Linked DNA regions of Zea mays: all the other regions are linked to region 2. The links are chromatin contacts, called in public Hi-C maps. All regions are on one chromosome and are shown on one strand. The core of a region is the stretch at or near the end of the contact, and the rest is flanking DNA. Distances in the headings are between cores, read along the strand shown. Region 1 holds the start of LOC100282590. Region 2 holds the start of LOC103646525 (acetyl-coenzyme A synthetase, chloroplastic/glyoxysomal). Region 3 holds the start of LOC100274377 (3-beta hydroxysteroid dehydrogenase/isomerase family protein).

The links. Hi-C and Micro-C count contacts between places; a contact is called where the count stands out from the background.
Region 1: a contact with region 2 is called in a Hi-C map of ear, with 2.4 times the contacts expected there. The contact joins the promoter of LOC100282590 here to the promoter of LOC103646525 in region 2. A contact is called at or near these places in 4 of 25 Hi-C or Micro-C datasets (bundle sheath, ear, endosperm and 1 more).
Region 3: a contact with region 2 is called in a Hi-C map of ear, with 2.4 times the contacts expected there. The contact joins the promoter of LOC100274377 here to the promoter of LOC103646525 in region 2. A contact is called at or near these places in 3 of 25 Hi-C or Micro-C datasets (bundle sheath, ear and tassel).

Annotation. Positions count from the first base shown.
Region 1 is chr2:62,680,915-62,684,163 of Zm-B73-REFERENCE-NAM-5.0, reverse strand. LOC100282590 reads right to left here and starts at 1,931. Exons shown (of 6, transcript NM_001412117.1): 1 at 1,718-1,931; 2 at 1,417-1,574; 3 at 1,213-1,329.
Region 2 is chr2:62,317,703-62,320,955 of Zm-B73-REFERENCE-NAM-5.0, reverse strand. It overlaps LOC103646525 (acetyl-coenzyme A synthetase, chloroplastic/glyoxysomal), which reads left to right and starts at 1,421. Exons shown (of 18, transcript XM_008671255.3): 1 at 1,421-2,197; 2 at 2,540-2,686; 3 at 2,772-2,927; 4 at 3,030-3,152; 5 at 3,238-3,253. The coding sequence starts at 1,895.
Region 3 is chr2:62,710,029-62,713,218 of Zm-B73-REFERENCE-NAM-5.0, reverse strand. LOC100274377 (3-beta hydroxysteroid dehydrogenase/isomerase family protein) reads left to right here and starts at 1,267. Exons shown (of 7, transcript NM_001148737.1): 1 at 1,267-1,566; 2 at 1,672-1,765; 3 at 1,856-1,944; 4 at 2,699-2,754. The coding sequence starts at 1,439. It overlaps LOC100382237, which reads left to right. Exons shown (of 12, transcript NM_001174991.1): 12 at 1-605. The coding sequence ends at 262.

The DNA.
Region 1 (3,249 bases), core at 682-3,181, 360 kb before region 2:
AACCGACTGTAAAAGAACCAAAAAGGGTCACATAATCTTTGATAAGCTAATAGCAAGGTGATTGTAAATCAGTATGTTCCAGCCTAGAGCCTACTGAATCTGTAGATCTGTGCACAACAATTGCAAAGGATGGCACCTTAACAAGGCAGATGGATGCTTCTCTAGTTCTGGTCATAGTATGGTGGTGATTGCAGTACAATTGATCCTCTCAGTATAAATATATATGACAATTCACAGGGTTCAAAACCGGGTGTTCATCTATTTATATGCTTGTGAGTTTAGTGGTCGTGTGCATCCCTAGCCAGTGCAGAGGCCAGAACTTAGACTCCCGTCATCTAAATAATGAAGTATTCCTTCCTGCTAACATGGTACTACTTTCATCCCTAATTAAGTGTTTGGTTGAAGAGCCAAGTAGAACAGAGCCGTTCCATCCCTGATTCTAGGAACGGAGCCGCTCTGTTCTGTGTTTGGTAATTTGGAACGGAGCGGCTCTGTTTTTTGTTTGGTTGCAGAGTGAACGGAATGGAGCGTGACTGTGAGAGCGGGATGGGAACGGAGCGGCTCCGTCCTGTTGATTTTTTGGAGCGGAATGGTTCCGGATCTGAGGAGAATATTCCCTAATTGGAGCGATTTTGTTCTAGTTCCTTTGTAACCAAACAGCAACAAAACTAGAACAGAACGACTCCGTTATACTTGCCTCTTCAACCAAACACTACCTAAAAGAATGTAAGTTTAGGTTTGAACCGGTCTCTACTAAGTTTACAGCAAATAGTATCAACATCTATTACTTCAGATAGATATAATATGAAAATATATTTCATGATGTAACTGACTTTAATAATTTGGAATCATAAAAGTTATATTTTTTATAAACTTTGCTAAATCTGAGATGAATTGATGAAAACAAAGTAGAATGCCGTTCTTCTAGGACGGAAGAAGTACGTTCGATTGACTATTTTTCCACCTAGATTTAATAGCACGGAAATTACATCTTAGGTACCAATCACCATTAATAAAATAAGAAAACTCAAGTTTGACTTGTACAGGTTGTAATATTTGCCTGTTCCCGAACCACAAACTTTTATATGAGAAATCAAACGCCATCAGGGACAGCCTACTCCACCTTGAATTGTACAAACCTACCCTCTTAGCTCTCATAAAAATTGGATACACCGGTTCTAAAATCAGTAGGGGGACAGAGCACACAATAACCTGAAGCGAGAAGGGGTTGCTTCGCATACGACCTGAGCACACAGCAGCTAAATGAACTTCACCGCAGCGGCTGTGGCCAGTGTTCCCACAGAAACTAACCTTCTTCTTGGTGTTTACCTACGCAGCAGCACAACACAAGAGAACGGAACACACATGAGACGAACGGTCAGACAGACAAAAGCACCCAGAGGCACAGAGACGTACAGATGCATCCATCTAAGTTCAGAGAGATGGGAATCGAGCCAGGCGACGCAGCCCCTGCTCTACCCCCATTCCTGAGCCCAACCCCCAAGCGCGCAGCAAGGCAGGAGACCGGCGCAATTTGCGTCAGGTAAAGCGCCGCCGCCCGTTCTTGAAAGGCCCTATCGCAGCAGAACAGAACATCGAATCAACAATCAGCATACGGCGCAAGTCGAGTGAGATTGCAGCTGCAGTTGCGTGTACAACTACATACGCATCTACAGAACACGGGCCAAGGGATGAGAGGAGCGATTCGCACGCTCACCTCACGGCCAATGACCAACCCCGAGCCGCAATCCGGGAATAGCCGAGCAAGTTGAGGCGGAGTGGCAGGAGGACCAGGAGAGGAAGAGAGACGCGTTGCGGGTGCGGTGCGGAGATGGGTGACGGAAATTCGCTGGAAGGTGTGGGCTGCGCCGAATATATCGCGGGCTTGGGGGTGGTGGGCAACGGAGAGAGAGGAAAGGAAGCAATCACCTGATTTTTCTCCGTTTTTTGTTTTAGTTTTCTTAAATGAGATCTGAATGTTTCCTGTGATCTGATTTGATATACCAAATCTAACCAGTCACTAGGCACCTCGATAATGACACTGCTGTTTGTGCTTCACCCTTTTGTGCGGCCGGGGTAGAAATTTCAAATTAATGTAGTCTAAAGAGTGTGGTTGTCTCTTTAAGGCTATGACTATGATCAACAGATGGTATATATGATTGTATAAAACAATATTTTTACTATAGACTACACTATTTATATAGTAGAGATTGAAATACTCTCTCCGTCCAAAAGTCCTCATCGTTTAAGCGTCCCACACTAAGACCAAGGATGCCCCTCCGTCTGCATGGCCGCCGCTGTGAAGTTAATTATCTAGCGTAGTTTTGTATTTTCAATATACGCATATGTACCGTCGCGAAAACCTTCCGTTAAAGTGTCATCTATCATCCGTGAAACTGAAAATATGGGTGTGACATGAACATGCATGCTTCGGATGGAGTTAACAGTAGGGAACAGAGACGTATTTGAAGCAACTGGACAATAAAGACGCATCAAATGAAGCAACGCAAACGAGGAGCCATGAATGTCTGGGATGAGGTGCAAATTGTGGTCCCTAGCTTAAACGATGTGGATTCCTGGAAGAATTTATTTTGCTTAGACGATGAGGACTTTTGGACAGAGGGAGTAGAAGATAAGATGAGTACGCTGCTGGAGATGGACTAAGGTGTTTGGTTCCTCATAGATTTTGCCATTTTGGAAAGTAAGTTAGTGCATAGATCCACTACAAATTTGTTTATCACCTCGTAGTGAGATTGAGATTCCGAGCACAAAATCCAATGCAAAATTCATGACCTAGAATGAGATTTTAAAATGAGCCATGAATCAAGTATGGTCTAATTATTAGCCTATAACTACTCTTTATGTTGGGACTTATGGCCCCAGTAGCCAAGAGTAGTGTGGTGTAGGTTTTGATGCCCTTAGCGAGGCAGGGGTGCAGAAGGGATCTCTCACTTGGTCCCAAGGTTTTTCCGAGGTCAATGGGTGACATCATGGTTGTAGATGGCGCCCTTGGCATTGCAAGGGTCCTAGGTGCATTTTTCCACGGTTCCCTTAGGACCCATTACTCCTATGGAATATATGAAGCACACTGTTGGGGGCCTTCGTCTTCCAAAGGTCCTCAAAAACATGACTAACATATTTTCCAAGTGTAATATATGTACAGGAACCTTCGGACATGGGATAAAGCTATACATGAGATGAAGGGCGCGGTTCAGGAGAAGGATGAACCAATGCCGAAGCTACCCGTGG
Region 2 (3,253 bases), core at 172-2,671:
TGTTTTTAAATAATTTAGCAATAAGAGTTTTTTATTCAATAGTTTTGTACAGGGCCTCATTTTCTTCCGGCACGGGCCTAATAGTCTTAGAGATGTAACGAGCATGAGGTCACTGTTAGCTGAGGTGGAGGCTGAGTTTTAAGGAACCTAGAACAACATTATAAATGAAGGACCATATACCATAAGAACTATTTTCTTATTATTCTATATATTAGCTAATTAAAATAATTCTATGTATCGTAAAACAACTTGAGTGGTAAAAAATAGAAGTAAAATTATTACATATTGTACAGATCACCTTGTCCTCTAACATTTCTAGACACAAAATCATCAATAATAAATTCAATACTAATATCATCTAACAAAAAAATTTCAATACATAAAATTTGTTAGCCCATTAAACTTTTTTTAGATGTAGACCTTAAAAAGTTAATCAATAATTTTAGTTATTTTAGTTTTAAGAAGTTACTTTCAACAGATGCCATATTTTCTAGTATTGTAAATAATATATGATAATCAACAGTATATTGACTCAAATATTTCTATATCACTAGGGTAAGCCCCTCGAAAGTGGGAGCCCACCGACCGTCTCACTCGACTTTCCATGTTGGAGCCTCTGAAACACGTTGTTCGGTTGGCTTGCTTGATGTGTTGTTTCCTATTGTTTCTAAAGTATATTGAGCCTTAGGATAGCGACAGCAGCAGCCGGAGCGGCTCTAAGCCCAAGCGATTAAAGGTATATTTGGTTGGACGTACAAGAAGGGATATAAGTGGGCGGCCATATTTTCTATAGTGCGTGGTTGGATGAGAGTCACGTGAGAGCGAGGTGAACACCGAATCAATTGTTGGTGGCGGCATGGTCCAAAAAAATCGAGGGGACGATGTCGTCCCCGTATCATCCTAATTTGATCTTAAACCAAACACATCACGTTCTGTTCTGACTTCGGTGGTGTACAAGCCTGCCAGCCAGCTTTGGCCGGTCACAGCCGTAGTTGTGATCTTAAGTAAAAAATAAATCTATACACCGTAAAATAAGAATTTGTGCCGTAAATAAGAATTTGTGTGGATTCAATTTCTTGATAATTTAGAAGTTACTTTCTAGAAACTGTTTGAGAGATTCTTAAGAAGTTCAAAAATTTTGGAACTAAACTTTAGAAACTCTTTAAACATGACGTTGTGTCAAATGGATCAAACAGGGCATTGGTTTGTCGTACCGGCAGGCCGCAGCAGAGAACTGAAGCGGAGTTCTTTTACCATTTCTTACGGCTCACGGGGCCTCGAGACGCGAACACATATAGCCAAATCTAGTGACGACCGGAGCAGGCGCTCGCGACCAAAAACAACCGCCAGGCGGAGCCCGCCCGCCACCGCCACGCCAGGTAGGCGAGTCAAATACCGTCCAAATCCCAGCCACAGACACAGCACAACCCCCGTCCGCCGATCGAGTCCTCGAACCCTCATCGCGCACGTATAAACCGGGGCAACCGGCCAGCCACAGACACAGCACAACCCCCGTCCGCCGATCGAGTCCTCGAACCCTCGTCGCGCACGTATAAACCGGGGCAACCGGGGACGCGGACCTCTTCATCTCCGTTCCCGTCGCCGGCGACGCTGGTCTCTAGGTGTCAGGCCGCGCGAGCCCTAGCATAGCAGCTGTAGTAGTGCTAGACTGCTAGTAGTTTAGCAGGGCGCTCCGCGCGTCAGTTCCACCAGAAACAGAAAGGCAAATTCGGCTTCGCTTTTACGCCCGCTTGATTTGCCTCTTCCACCCTCTTCCACCAGAAGGCGGGCGGCCGAGCGACCAAAAGTCAAAAGGAGGATTGGCCCACGGCCACGGCCGAGAGCGGCAGGCGGGCAGGGTGAGGTGAGGAGAGGCCATCAGGGCCGAGAGACCATGGCACAGCATATATACGCCACCGGCTGCGGCCGCTGCGGGTGCGCCCGCCCCATCATCCGGACACTACTGCCCGCGCTGACCCACCATCTCGCCTCCTCGTCTCTGTTGCGGCGCCGGAAGGCTCCCATGGGCGCCAGCGATCACCTGGGCCTGGCGGCGGTGGCCGCCGCCAAGCCGCGGAATGGCAGGACGTGCATGGCCGTGCTGGGCGAGCCACTGCCGGCTCTTGACGACCCCGGCATCCTCGTCCACCCCAGCGCCGACTTCGCCGCCCAGGCGCTCGTCTCGTCCACGAAACAGGTGATCGTACTACTGCCACGCGCAGCCTTCCGTTTCTATTTGTCCACATTCGTGCGCAAATGGGTGGCGCGCGTTCGGCGGCCTGCGCCTTTGCGCCGCCGAATGTGCGGCTGGTCGTGATTCGTTACTGCGGGCACCGGGTCAGATGATGCAGACAGGACTGGGGATCGGTGGCCCTGTTGGCCTCTGTTGTTGTCCATACGCTTGTGGGATCTCACCTCGTAGGGTCCATAATCTGAATCGAACATTCAGTATCCGTGTGGATTACTTTTCGACTTATCGTGATGGATGGATGTGATTGGTAGTAATTTATTTACATGGTTTTGCAATAATTGTAAACAGTACCGAGATATGTACCAAAAGTCGATCGACGACCCAGCTGGTTTCTGGTCAGAAATCGCAGATGAGTTCTACTGGAAGCAGAAGTGGAGCCCTGATAATGTTTGCGCTGAGAACCTTGACGTGACCAAGGGGCCGATCATGATTGAAGTACGTTATTCCTTAGTTTCAATGACTGTTTCTAATGGTGGAAGGATACAGGATCTGGATGGTTACTGGTGTTTGGCATTTGCAGTGGTTTAAGGGGGGAAAGACCAACATATGCTACAATGCAGTGGACCGCAATGTGGAGGCAGGGAATGGGGACAAGATCGCCATGTACTGGGAGGGGAATGAGCCCAGTCAGGATGGGAAGCTCACCTACTCTGAACTGCTGGAAAAGGTTTGCCAGGTAAACATTCATTCTTTTATGCCAAAAACAGCTGCATGTAGTTTGAACGCAATGTGTGCAGAGCCTGGGCAGTCTAATGTGTTCTGCTGTGCTTTCTGATAGCTGTCAAATTACTTGAAAAGCGTCGGCGTACGAAAAGGTGATGCCGTGGTGATCTACCTACCAATGTTGATGGAGCTGCCGATTGCAATGCTTGCTTGTGCCCGCATTGGTGCTGTTCACTCGGTAATTGTTAACCCCATGTTTGGATGTCAATTGTTCTTAATGATTATATGTATACTTGATTGATTTTGATGATGAATATGTTCAGGTTGTGTTTGCTGGCT
Region 3 (3,190 bases), core at 18-2,517, 390 kb before region 2:
TGTCCCTCCACCGCGATATAAGGGGAGTGATAAGCCAGCCACTCGGCTAGCCATGCGAGAGGCTGTGGCTGAGGCTTGTGTTCTGCAGGGTAACGATGTTGTAGATTTGCCAGATGATACTGACGAAGATGTGCCAGATGAAGACGATGAGCAGGTGGTTGAGCTATCTGATTGTTCTCAACAAGAGAAGGAAGAAGAGAAGATTTACGCAGAGACGTTATGGGGGCAGGTAGATTCTTCACAGAGCCTGGAAAAGGATTAAGTGAAGCTGGCGTCCAGTTCTTGGTGTAGTCCTATGGATCTATTTCGCCCTGATAGTTCAATGGAGAGGGATTATAAAAGAGAGTACAGTACCCAAGGTTGATATGACAGTCATTTTTGAAAAGGTGTTGGAAGCTTCGGATTCGCATATTACAAGCGAACTGAACTTTGTGAAGGACTGTTGTATTGTCTGTCGACCAGGAAGAGAGGCGGCCAGAGCCACGATTCTTCGTTGCCCCATTTTTAATGTTTACATTTATGTTGTGTAGATATCATGTAATGTTTACATGCATTCTATTTTTTAAGAATCTATTCTTGCATTGAAAAATATGGTTTGCTCATTCAACTAATGAGAGAATGTATACATGATCTGCTGAGTGAATAACATACTGAAACTGTAGATGTCTGATATTCATTTTGCGTCCTACTCCGTCCGTTCCAAAATAGTAGTCGTTTTAACTCTTAATTTTTACGTCGATATTCAAATAGATGAAGATGAACTTATACACATATAACGAATGGAGTTCATTCTCCTACCTCTATTGCTTTATATATATGCACATTCTGACCTTTTGAGTTATAAACGTATAATTACTTTATTTACAATTACATATTTTGTCCAGTCCCATTCGTTGCAATTAAACAGCATCCAAACCTCCTGGCCGTCCAATCAGATCGGGACCAGATGTCATATTTTTCTGTGGCTCGCTGTTTATGCCGTGTTTGGAACATAGAAATACAAAAGAGGAAATGAATAGAACATAAGAAAGAGACAGAAGTAACAGTGTTAAAAACTTAAAATAGAGGAATAAAAAACATAGAACATTGGTTCATCAAAAACGTAAGGAAACTTGATGAGAAGGCTCCGTTCCAAACAATACGGGGTTCCTTCGGAAATCCTGTGATCCAAACGGCCCTACTTGTTCCCGAGCAGAAATCCACACGAAAACAACTGAGCGACGTGGCAGCGGCTAGCGGGACGCCTCACTCCAGTCGTCCGGTTCTGTTCCAGCAGCCCCACACCCCACGCCACCGGACCGGAAACGCGAAGCAGCCCCACACTGCCCACGCGGACACGCTCTGCACCACCACCTGCCGGCCGTTCCCGGCTCGCCGCTGCCGTTGCGCCCTCGCGCTCACACCTCCGCCAGCCCAGGTCCATCGAGCGGAGAAACCCATGGCCCCCTCGCCGATCCTCGTCCGGCCGCCGGCGCTGGCGAATTCACCCCTTCCGCCTCCCCGATGCGTGGCCGCGGTAGCAGCGGCGCCGGCGGTTCGGACGGCTCCAGCGGCCCCATTCTCTAGGTTATCTTATGGGCCCCCTGGCCCCTGCTGACCCTTCTCACCTGGCGCATGCGTTCCTCTTTTCTGCAAAATTTCGTGGTGACATGGTTTCTCTTGATCGCGCAGGCTCCGTACCAAGTGTAGGTTCGCCGCATCGGATGTGAGAGAAGACTACTCTTCCACTCCGATAGATATTGTCGCTGATGTTAAGACGGAGAAGGCAAGCAGCCGAAGTTCTCTAGCTCAGTTTATGTTAGATTATTTAAGACGATTTCACCCACCACTCTGAACTGTTTCTCGACGGTTGCAGATTGTGGTGTTAGGAGGAAGTGGATTCGTTGGTTCTGCGATTTGCAGAGCTGCTGTATCCAAAGGCATTGAGGTTGTGAGCTTCAGCAGGTACTTCTTTTGCTCTTCTATGTGAAGAACATTTCTGTGCTGTATACCCTGTAGAAGCAAATAGGTGATATATAAATCAACTCACTATGAAGCAGTTGCAACTTTTACCATTTTCAGCATATTTTAAGCAATTTTTAGTTTAGGTTCTTCATCTATTGACTAGCCAGTTGCCCGTGCTTTGCTACGTTTATTATATACTCCCCCCGTCCCATAATATAAGGCATAACCACATTTATTCTTGTCCAACAATATAAGACGTACTCTCTCTATGTATACGTACATCAATGCAGTGGTATAGAGAGAATTAAATATATTTCTTGGTCTTTGAACTAGAGGTGGTTACACTTTATATATTGGGACGGAGGGATTATCATATAAATAGGTATTGAGATATTATTCAAATATAACTATTGTTTATTTTTAAACACTAAGGTACGTGTGGTCTGGTGGTTAGCCCTAAATTTCTGGAGAAGGGGGCGTGGATTCGAGTGCTCGCTCTGCACTATTTTTTGCGCGGTGTTGTGGGTGGGCCTAGAGTGTCAGCGCGGAGTGTGAAGCCGTGGTATCACCTGGTGCCCACATTAGGTTTTTAATAGAATAGTATATATTTCTTTAGATGCCCCTTAATTTTACTAAATTGGTTCAATATTTCTGTTTGGTAATGAAAAATGAGAGGTGGATACAGTTCTCTGGGTATCAAACCTGCATTATGTACAAATTTACACATTCTACGTAATTGTGTGTTGATGGGCAGGTCAGGAAGACCATCTTACTCTGATCCCTGGGTTGATCAAGTCAATTGGCTGCCAGGTACATTTATGGTATTATATGTTGTTATACGAACTTGATTATTAGATTTTCCTCCCTCACTTTAGTTAACTTCTTGACTCCCCTAACCTGTTGTGTCTAGTGTGTTAATGTTGATGGTCTGTCTCCCAGATTATAGCTTTATCAAGTGATTGGGGATAAGACTGAATAGAGAATGATAATAATTAGATTCTTATTTAGAGTAATAGGCTAATAGCTGTTATGTAAGAAATGTATGTATGATCCCTGTCGTACTTGTACTCAATAAACAAAATTTGCATTGACATTATTCTATCAGGCCTGCTGCCGTGGTGAGATCTGTCTCACTAAGTCACCAAGTTATCAGTTTGAAGCAGCCTCTCCGCATTTGCGGGAAGAAGGCTTGTCTCGGTTTATCTCTTCCTCTGACCCCACTCATGTGGGAGCCTCCGGTAGTGGG